Linked DNA regions of Sus scrofa: regions 1 and 2 are each linked to region 3. The links are chromatin contacts, called in public HiChIP or PLAC-seq maps. All regions are on one chromosome and are shown on one strand. Each heading gives the region's core, a stretch centred on a gene start, on an enhancer-like site or on the middle of the called end of the contact. The rest is flanking DNA. Distances are from core to core; before and after follow the strand shown.

Evidence for each region. HiChIP or PLAC-seq counts read pairs in DNA pulled down with a chosen protein or histone mark.
Region 1: an H3K27ac HiChIP or PLAC-seq map of skeletal muscle shows a contact between it and region 3. The contact joins the promoter of POLD1 here to the promoter of MYBPC2 in region 3. A contact is called at or near these places in 4 of 47 Hi-C or Micro-C datasets (embryonic fibroblasts, heart right ventricle, mesenteric adipose tissue and 1 more) and 2 of 2 datasets of contacts at active chromatin or transcription factors (alveolar macrophages and skeletal muscle).
Region 2: a contact with region 3 is called in an H3K27ac HiChIP or PLAC-seq map of skeletal muscle. The contact joins the promoter of FAM71E1 here to the promoter of MYBPC2 in region 3. A contact is called at or near these places in 4 of 47 Hi-C or Micro-C datasets (embryonic fibroblasts, epiblast stem cells, heart right ventricle and 1 more) and 2 of 2 datasets of contacts at active chromatin or transcription factors (alveolar macrophages and skeletal muscle).

The regions. Positions count from the first base shown.
Region 1 is chr6:55,246,541-55,249,418 of Sscrofa11.1, reverse strand. It overlaps POLD1 (DNA polymerase delta catalytic subunit), which reads right to left and starts at 1,620. Exons shown (of 27, transcript XM_003127364.5): 1 at 1,512-1,620.
Region 2 is chr6:55,314,892-55,317,862 of Sscrofa11.1, reverse strand. It overlaps FAM71E1 (protein FAM71E1), which reads left to right and starts at 1,594. Exons shown (of 5, transcript XM_005664786.3): 1 at 1,594-1,761; 2 at 1,938-2,056; 3 at 2,412-2,542. The coding sequence starts at 1,692. It overlaps EMC10 (ER membrane protein complex subunit 10), which reads right to left and starts at 1,479. Exons shown (of 7, transcript XM_003127366.5): 1 at 1,245-1,479; 2 at 79-151. The coding sequence starts at 1,358.
Region 3 is chr6:55,280,720-55,283,677 of Sscrofa11.1, reverse strand. MYBPC2 (myosin-binding protein C, fast-type) reads right to left here and starts at 1,687. Exons shown (of 30, transcript XM_003127371.5): 1 at 1,585-1,687; 2 at 1,037-1,232. The coding sequence starts at 1,055. SPIB (transcription factor Spi-B) reads right to left here. Exons shown (of 6, transcript XM_003127365.3): 6 at 2,797-2,958.

The sequences.
Region 1 (2,878 bases), core at 371-2,870, 34 kb after region 3:
CCCCTAGCCTGGGAACCTCCATATGCCACGGGTGGCATAAAGACAAAAAAAAAATAAAGACAAAAAAAAAAAAAAAGTTATGTGAGTTAGACTCCACTTTAATGTCACTGGATCCCACAAATCTGCCCTGAGCCCCCACTTTCTTCTCTCGGCTCCCAAAGACTAGCACTGCCTCCTTATAGCTTGGCCCTCTGGCCTAAGAAGTCCTGTCCTTCCCTCAACCAAACTGAATTATCACTGGCTCCCCAGTGCCCGGCAAAGGCCCGGCCCCAAGAGCAGCTGGCTGAAGAAGTGAGGAGAGGGAACAGCATTGCAGGAGGAGGGAAGGGTGTGGCAGGCACAGGCCTGGAGTGGGGCAGGAAGTGGGGTAGGAACCTAAGGGGCTAGAGTGGGAAAGTGCAGGAAGAGGGGAGAAAAAGCAGGTGTGGCCAGGAGGCTGAGACCCTGACATCATCCTGCCCCCTCACACCCAAACCTGCTCCCCTCAACCTTCTCTCTCCAGCCCGCTGCTCACCCTGGGCGCCCCCTCCCTGTACGCTCATGTCATGCCAGCTCAAACCCCAAAGACAACCTGTGCGGATGGAGTCTGCCCACCTGCACTGCAGGCTAAGCCACCAACCACCCGCTCTTGCCTCCTAACTGGCCCTTCCTTCCACTCTTGCTCCTGCTACAATGCCACCCTGGATCAGCAGCCAGGGAGTTTGTTTTTCAAAACACAGAGGAGGGTCATGGTCCTCCAATGCCCCAAACCTCCCCTGGCTCCCAAGGAACCTAGAATAAAAACTAAACGCCACACCGAGACTTACAAGGCTCCTCGGCATCCGACTCCCCATCAGATCTCCAGCCTCACTGTTCCCTCCAGCTAGAAACACCCCAAGCCCCTTCCTGCTTCCAGGCCTTTGCACTTGCTTGTCCCCCCTGCCCGATCGCTCTCCAATGTCACTTCGTCAGAGAGACGATGTCTGATCACTCGAGCTAAAGAAGGCTGCTCTGTTTTACTTCACTTGGGATAACGTATTACGAGCTGAAAGCATTACTTTATCCTTACTACTTGTCTACTGTCTGTCTCCCCCTGACACAGTCTTCTCTACCTTGTTCCGGTGGTAGCCTCTGCTTCTAGAACAGTGCCTGGCACTGAGCACTCAACATTTCGTGAATAAAAGATGACGCTAGGTCCCCATGTGCACTATTCAGTCTCCAATGCCTCGGGAACGCGCAGCCCCTAAGACCCTCCAGGGTACGTCACCCCCAGTCCCCAGAGCTGGAGCCCCTGCATACGGAAGGGGCCCCCGCCAACCCCTGTCATCTTCCCGCGCGCCCCCGCGCACGCGCCCACGACCACTGGCCCCTGCCTCTCTTTCGCGCGCCCCGAACCAAGGCGGGGGATCCCCCTCGCCGCCACGCTTCACGAGACGCCTCACAACCTTCTCCCAGGCCCAAGCGCCCGGCTCTTCAAGCCGCCTCCACTGCCAGGCGGAGTCCCCGGCAATTCCCCTTCTCCCGTAACTCACCCGCTTCAAACAGCGTTTCCCGCCACAGCCCACGCCGCCGTGACCCCTGACTCCAGCGTGCGCAGGCCCAGAGCCACCGCGCGCCGAGCCGGGCCACGCCCCTCCAGCCCACACGGGGAGGCCACGCCCCGTCCCCCCGCCAAGGCAAGGCCACGCCCCTCCGTCCCAGCAGAGGGCGTGGCCTAGTCTCCTGGCCGACAAATCCTCACCAAACCCCGCCCGCCAGACCTTTGCGGCAGGAGGCCACACCTCCTTTTTGCAGCCGCGTCGTGGGCCCGGGTGTTTACTGCGTGCGCAGCGGCGGTGGCCTCCTGCCCCCTTCCGCCCCAGTTCCGCCAGACCTGGGGTGCTGGGCGCACAATCTCTTCTTCTGCACCTGCCTGCTGTCCGAGGCCGTGTCGGGAGGATCACCTCCTCCCTGTTCATTCTTCCACCCACGGCCTGACCTCCACGTAGTGACAGGCCAGTGAATGCTCAGATCCTAACCTGGTCTAGCTCATGGCCTCAGTTTCCCCACCTGTAAACTGGACTCAGCTCAGGGTTGGCAGATGACTTGTAGGGTAAGAGGCACACCACTTGGAATAGGACGGTCGGCGAGTTCCCGTCGTGGTGCAGCAGAAACGAATCTAACTAGGAACCATAAGGTTGCGGGTTCGATCCCTGGCCCTGCTCAGTGGGTGGCTTAAGGCTCCCACGTTGCCCTGAGCTGTGGTGTAGGTCGCAGACGCGGCTCGGATCCCGCGTTGCTGTGGCTGTGGCATAGGCCGGCAGCTATAGCTTCGATTAGATCCCTAGCCTGCGAACCTCCATATGCCGCGAGTGCGTCCCTGAAAGGCAAAAAGAAAAAGAAAAAAAAAGGAATAGGACAGTCGCTTGTAACTATTCTTACTTCTGCCATCCTCTCTTCCCCCTAAAAAAACCCTTTCAGTCCCCATCCCTCCAAGCAACACCTCCTTCACTCTCAGGCAGGACTGCCCATCTATCTAGCTCACCTCCGTGGCCCCTTAGGCCCTGGTGCAGGTGAAGGTAATTTTTTTTTTTTTTTTTGCCTTTTCTTGAGCCGCTCCTGTGGCACATGGAAGTTCCTAGGTTAAAGGTCTAATCGGAGCTGTAGCTGCCAGCCTATGCCAGAGCCATAGCAACGCGGGATCCGAGCCACGTCTGCGACCTACACCACAGCTCCTGGCAACACCGGATCGTTAACCCACTGAGCAAGGGCAGGGATCGAACCCACAACCTCATGGTTCCTAGTGGGATTCATTAACCACTGTGCCATGACGGGAACTCCTGGTTTGTTGCATTTTTAAGATTCCACATATAAGTGATATCATACCGGTTTTGTATTTATTTTTCTTATTTCACTTAGC
Region 2 (2,971 bases), core at 345-2,844, 34 kb before region 3:
TTTCACACTGGGTGGCACCCAGACCGGAGTTCCTGACCTCACAGGGCACCAGACAGGTCAGGACGTTACTGGACTCACCGATCTCAAATGAGTGCTCCAGCAGCAGCCCCACGGTGCCGCAGCCCTCGCCCTCTCGACTTTCAGCCCCAGCCTGCAGGGGACAGAGAGGGCTGAGGCCAAGGATCGTCAGAGCCTGCAGTTCCACAGGACCCAGAGATCCGAAGACAGAGCAGCAGGGTGCAGGAAGAGCCTTATTTTCATACCCGTATCCAAACAGTGACACTTGCCCCCGATTCCACTAGGAACTGCCCATTTCATGAAAACCAGACCCCGCAAACCAGCAGAACTTCCTTTCCAAGGTCACTTTCATGCCTAGGGTCATAAATATTCATGGGCACCCTGGGCTTCCTTCCCAAGCTAATATCCAAGCGGCCTCGTTTTCACTTTAACAGCCCCAACAGCCATGAGGCCCCCGCCCCGAGTTCCACCCTAACAAGCACACGCAAGTTCCCTTCCTTTTCTCCAACTCTCCAAATTTCTCAGACGTCTGTGTCCTCCACTCTACTGCCACAAGCCCGCCGGCAACCTTGATCCAGATTTAATCCCCAAGCTAAATGCTGCGCCCTCCTCATGAATATTCATGATCCAGAACTCCTCTCCCTTCGCCTTTTTCATTTTAGCCGCCCGAGTTCTGATTCGCCAAGATTCCACCCACGTCAGAACTTCTCGAGCAGATTCACGACTGCAGATTCCTAGCCTTCGAAATGTTTAGGTTTTTTTTTTCTTTTTGGCAGCGCACGCGGCATGAGGAAGTTCTCGGGCTAGGGATCGAACCCGTGCCAGAGCAGCGACCCAGGCCGTTGCAGCGACAACGGCAGATCCTTAACCTGCTGGGCCACAAGAAAATTCCGTTCAAATGTTAAAGATCTTGCCCCAACCTTCTCTTTCGGAATAGTCTCGTATTCACCGCACCGAACACCCGTCCGCACCCCCCCAAAAAAAACAACCCCAACCGAGCCCCGCCCCCTCATGCATATTCACTAACTAGTATCTTCCTAATTATCCTCTCACTTTCTCCCAGTCCTGCGGCCTCGGGCATGCACCTCGGGACCGCTTTCCCGGGTTTGCAACCTTGTCTTCCCTCAGCCCAGCGCAGCCTCGCTCCCACCATAACCGACCTAAAAGCCCGAGACACACAATTTCCGTCAGGCTCCGTGCTCCGTGCAGAGCGAATAAGCACTCACCCCCCGCACAGAGGCCCCGGACCTGCAACCACTACCCCTCGCCCGGCTGGGGGCTGCTGCAGCCATCACCAAGAGCAGCAGCAGCCGAGTAGCCCCAGCGCGGGCCCCGGCCATTTCGGCCCTTTCCCACCAGGCACCGGGCAGGAGTGAGCCGGGAGCCGCGGAGCACGCCGGGAAAAACGGGCCGCACCTCGTCGCCCGTGCGCCTGCGCCTTGCGTCGGCGCACTAGCGCCCGCCGTTACCGGGCAGAACGTCAGCGGAGCGGCCTCCGCTCCATCCGGGTCTCTGGGCACCTCCCCTGGATGACGCTACAGTCGCGGACGGCTTCTCCGTGACGTAGTCAAACCCCGTCCGCTGCGTTGTGACGTCACAGAGCCTACGGCCCCGCCCCCCTATTTTCTCCGAGGGCGCCTCCCTGCGTTTCCTCTAAGGGGCGGGGCGTTGCGATGAAACCAGTGCACCAGCCTAAGCCCGCCCCTGGTGGAGCCGGTGAGGCGGGACTAGGTGGGATGGCAGGTGAGAGGCGGAGCCGGGCCTGGAGGGGTTGGACCGGGTGAGGGATGGGGACTGCGATGCGGAGACCGCTAGCCCGAAACCCCCTATCCTCAGCGCGGGGTGGCCCGGGCCCTACCAGCTGGAGGGCCCCGGCGCAGGCTCTTGGAATAGACCTGAGAACTTCGCTGCCCCTGTAGAACGCCCCCTGTTTCCAGCCTGCCCCACGGGCCGGCCCGGGCGGCTCCAACGCCATCTCCTGAGCGGCGAGTTCGACCAGCTGCGAGACTTCCCCATCTTTGAGAGCAACTTCGTGCAGGTGTGAAGACCCAGGACCCTCCTAGCGCAAGCCTGAACCCCGATCTCCTGCCTTAGGGAACCTCTGTTCTCCCTGCTTCTGATCACTCCCCCATCACGCCCATCTCCTGAGATTCCTGACTGACACACACACACACACACACCACACACACACACACCACACCCCCGCCACGCCAGTACCTCCAAACCTGGCCTCTGATTCCCTGGGTCCAGTTTCCAGGCCTTCATATCCATATGACTCTTGACCTTTGACCCCTTGATTTGGTGGTTAACTTCCTTGGTTCCTTGAACCATAAACCTACCCAAATTCCTGCCCCCCATCTATCCAGCTTCTAACCTCTGACCCCCGGCCCCAGGTGACCCGGTTAGGAGAAGTTGCCAACAAGGTCACCATGGGGGTGGCAGCCTCCAGTCCAGCCCTGGAACTTCCAGACCTGTTGCTGCTGGCCGGCCCTGCCAAGGAGAACGGATGCCTGCAGCTCTTCGGGTGACTGCCCCCACCCCGGCCTAGACCTCTTCCTTCCCCAGCTCTGGGCATCCTAGGCCCCCTGCAGCACCTTCTTCCACCCAGACGACCCACGAGGGCTGCCAGCCCTCTCCAGGCTACTGTCCACCTGGAGAACAAGGACAGGGCCATCCAACAGGGGCCGGAAATCAGGGATGGATAGACAGGAGGGGGACAGCCCTCAGTCACACCCTGGCAGGGTCAGGAGAATGACCACTTATGCAGCACTTACTGCATGCCAGGTGTCCCCTGGACCACATGCATAGTCCCACCTCTGACCTCATAGTCTCGTATAATGGGGCCCCTCAGCCCAGTGCTCCAAAAAGAAACCCTGAGTCCCAGAGAGGGGAGCCACTTGCTCAGCACCCTGTGGTAGGTCAGAGGTGGAGTCTTGAGTTCCCGTGCCACATG
Region 3 (2,958 bases), core at 438-2,937:
GGAGCGCAGGAGCCCTGGCCCCTCCTCCTTCGGAACCTGGAGTCCAGCCGCCCAGGTGTAAATTTATCTCTAATCCGAGAGTCTGTGCGATCGGATTTCTCCTTGCCCCAGGCAGACCATGCCCCAGCCACCCAGGCCACCGGGCCGTGACCTTTTGGGTCTTGGCGGTATAATTAGCTCTTCCCCTGGGCTGGAAACTGGATCCCTCCTGCTGACCGCAGCATCTTTCACCTGCCCGGCCGGCTGGCTCCTGGCCTTCAGGGGCCCCAGCTGCAGCGAAGGGCTGGGACCCCCCCCACCCCTGACCCCTCAGCCTGGTGGGCCTGGTACCAGCGGACCGGACCCCCCCCCCAGGAGGAGGGGTCCTTAGGGGGCGGGGCTTGTGACTCCGTCTGTTCACTTTCTCAGAGAGAGAAAGCTCCATCCCCGGAGAAAGATATCCCCACGCCGCCCCCAATCCTATTCTAAGGAGGACCCTGAATCTGCACATAAAGGCTCTGAGCCTCTATATGGAGAAGGTCCCCTAATTACTGCATGGGGAAACCCCAGTTCCTGCTGAAAGGCGGTCCCCTCATCCTTGTATAGAGAAGAGCTTTCTTTACCCGGCAAATAAGAGTTCCTAAGAGCGAGACAAGCCAGGGCCTCTTTCCCCTGCAGAGAAAGGTCCGGATCCTGACTCGGAAAAATGACCCCTAGCCCTTCTTAGGGGATCCCATCCCCAAATGTAGGGGACTCCCCCAGTCGCCCTGCAATGACTCGGGCATACACGGGCCTCCCGTCACTATCGAGAAAAAGGGAGCCAAATTCCCAATCAGAGAATCTCCACCAGCACCCAGAGTCATGCCCCCAACTCCCTCCAGAGAAAGGGCCTCCTCCCCCGACACACACATGCCTAGGGAAGGGGACCTCCACCCACCTCACATAGGTATGGGACCCTCCCATCTCCCACAAGGAAGGCACCCCATTCTGCCAACCCCACAGAGGGACTCAGAAAAGAGGACCACATGCCACGTAGGGAGGGAGACCCCACAGCCACCTGGTTTTGCCTCAGGCATGTCACCGGACCTCCTCCCGCTCCTGTGACCGCAGCTGTGTGACCACTGGCCCTAGGGAGGACAGGTGGGCCCCCAGAGGGAGCCCTTTAAGGAGTCCAGAGACTCCCAGGAGGCTCCGGGAGGCCCAGGACGTGCCTCCCCACCCTCGCTGGCGGCCGCGCATTCCGCCTGTGCGTCCTAAAGGGCGAGAAACAACAGCTGGACCAGGAGCGTTGGCTGAGCGCCAGGTCCCCCGGGAGGAGGGGGCTGGGCTTCTGACACCTGGGTCTGAGGGAGGGGGGCCTGGGGGCCTGGGCTCCAGGGAACAGGGGCAGAAGGGACCTGGGGTCCAGATTCTTGGGTCCTACGAAAAAGAGAAGGGTGAGGGCCTGGGGGTCCTAGGAAAAGGAGAAGGGGGACCTGGGGGCCTGGGCTCCAGGAACCAGGGGCAGAAGGGACCTGGGGTCCAGATTCTTGGGTCCTAGGAAAAGGAGAAGGATGAGGGCCTGGCTTCTTGGGTCCTAGGAGGAGAGACAGGAAGGGGACCCACCGGTCTGAAGTGGGTGTGAGGGCTCTGAGCCTGAACTCCGGCAGGCGGGGTCCGGATTCGCGGGGAAGACAGGGTCTAGAAGCCATTCTTAGTATTTGCAAGTCAGGAGTTTTCCGGAAACCAGAGCCGGGAGGGAGGGTCCGGTTTCCCAGCGTAGGCAGGACGGCGACGGGGGGAGGGGGGAGGCGAGGGAGAGGTCTCTGTGCCCGCTGGGCACCGAGGCGCAGGGATTCCGGAGTCCCACCCCCGAGGCCACCTGGGACCCCGGACTGGCTGCTGCCCCTCTTGGGACCGCGCCCGGGCAGCTCCCCGCCACGGTTCCCGGAGCGGGCGCGGCGGGCACCGGACGCAGGGGAGGGGGCGGCTGCCCCCAGAGGGGGCGGGTGAGGAGACCGGGAAGGCCCTGGAGGGCTGCCCGGACATTGGCGCCCTTCCCGGCAGGGGGACCTGTGGCTTTCTGAATTGGGGGGGGTGGCTAGACGCGATGTAGGGGGAGGCGAAGGAGATGAGGGGAGGATCGCGGGAGGACAGGGTTTTGGGGACACCAGGTGTTAGGGGGAGGAGGGCGAGGTGGGTGTGAGAGAGCGCGGAAGGCTGTGCGGGCTTGGGGTTGAGGCGGAGGGCGGGCGGGGAAGGAACGCCGGGTTAGGGACTCAGGATGAATGAAGACAAATTCCTCGGGGTTTTCTTCCTGCCCAACGCCCCCGCCCCCAGCCCACCGTTCTTTTCCAAAAGCCCCTAAGAGCCGGAAACTTTCCCGCCTCCAAGGAGCCCCAAGCCAACCCGGAGGCAGCTTCCCTGTGACGTCACGGGTCGCCAGGCAGGCTGCTCCGCGGCTCCAGCGGTCCCGGCCCGGGGGCGGAGCGCCCCGAGCCTCCCGCGCCCGGCCCCGCCTCCCTGAAGACGCTGTCCTGCGAGAGGGGGTCAAAGATCCAGAGAAGGGGGCAGAAATTCAGAAAGCAGAACATGGACCCAGACGGAGAGGGAAGCAGGGAGAGGGTGGGAAAGAACTCCAGTCGTTAAGAAGAGATGAAAATGGAATCGAACTCCCAGAGCCTGCATCTCAAGCTCTTACTTCAGCCTTCCAGGCTCAGCCTGGTTTGGCTCTAACTACCATCTCCTCTCTTCCCCCTCGCTCTCCCAGTGTCTCCGAGGGCCAGGAGGCCCGGGTGGATGGCAGAATTGCGGTCCCTGAGAAAGGATCCTAGGAGGTGTGTCTACCTTGATTTGTTTTATTTTATTCCACACTTGGGGTAATGATGTTTTGCAAAAGGTACCTCATGTGCAAGAGCAGGCCCCAGGAAGACCTTTTGTCCCTGGCATGCCCCTCCTCCGGCCAGGTGCACCCCCCCACCCCCCCGGAAGGGGTTCTTT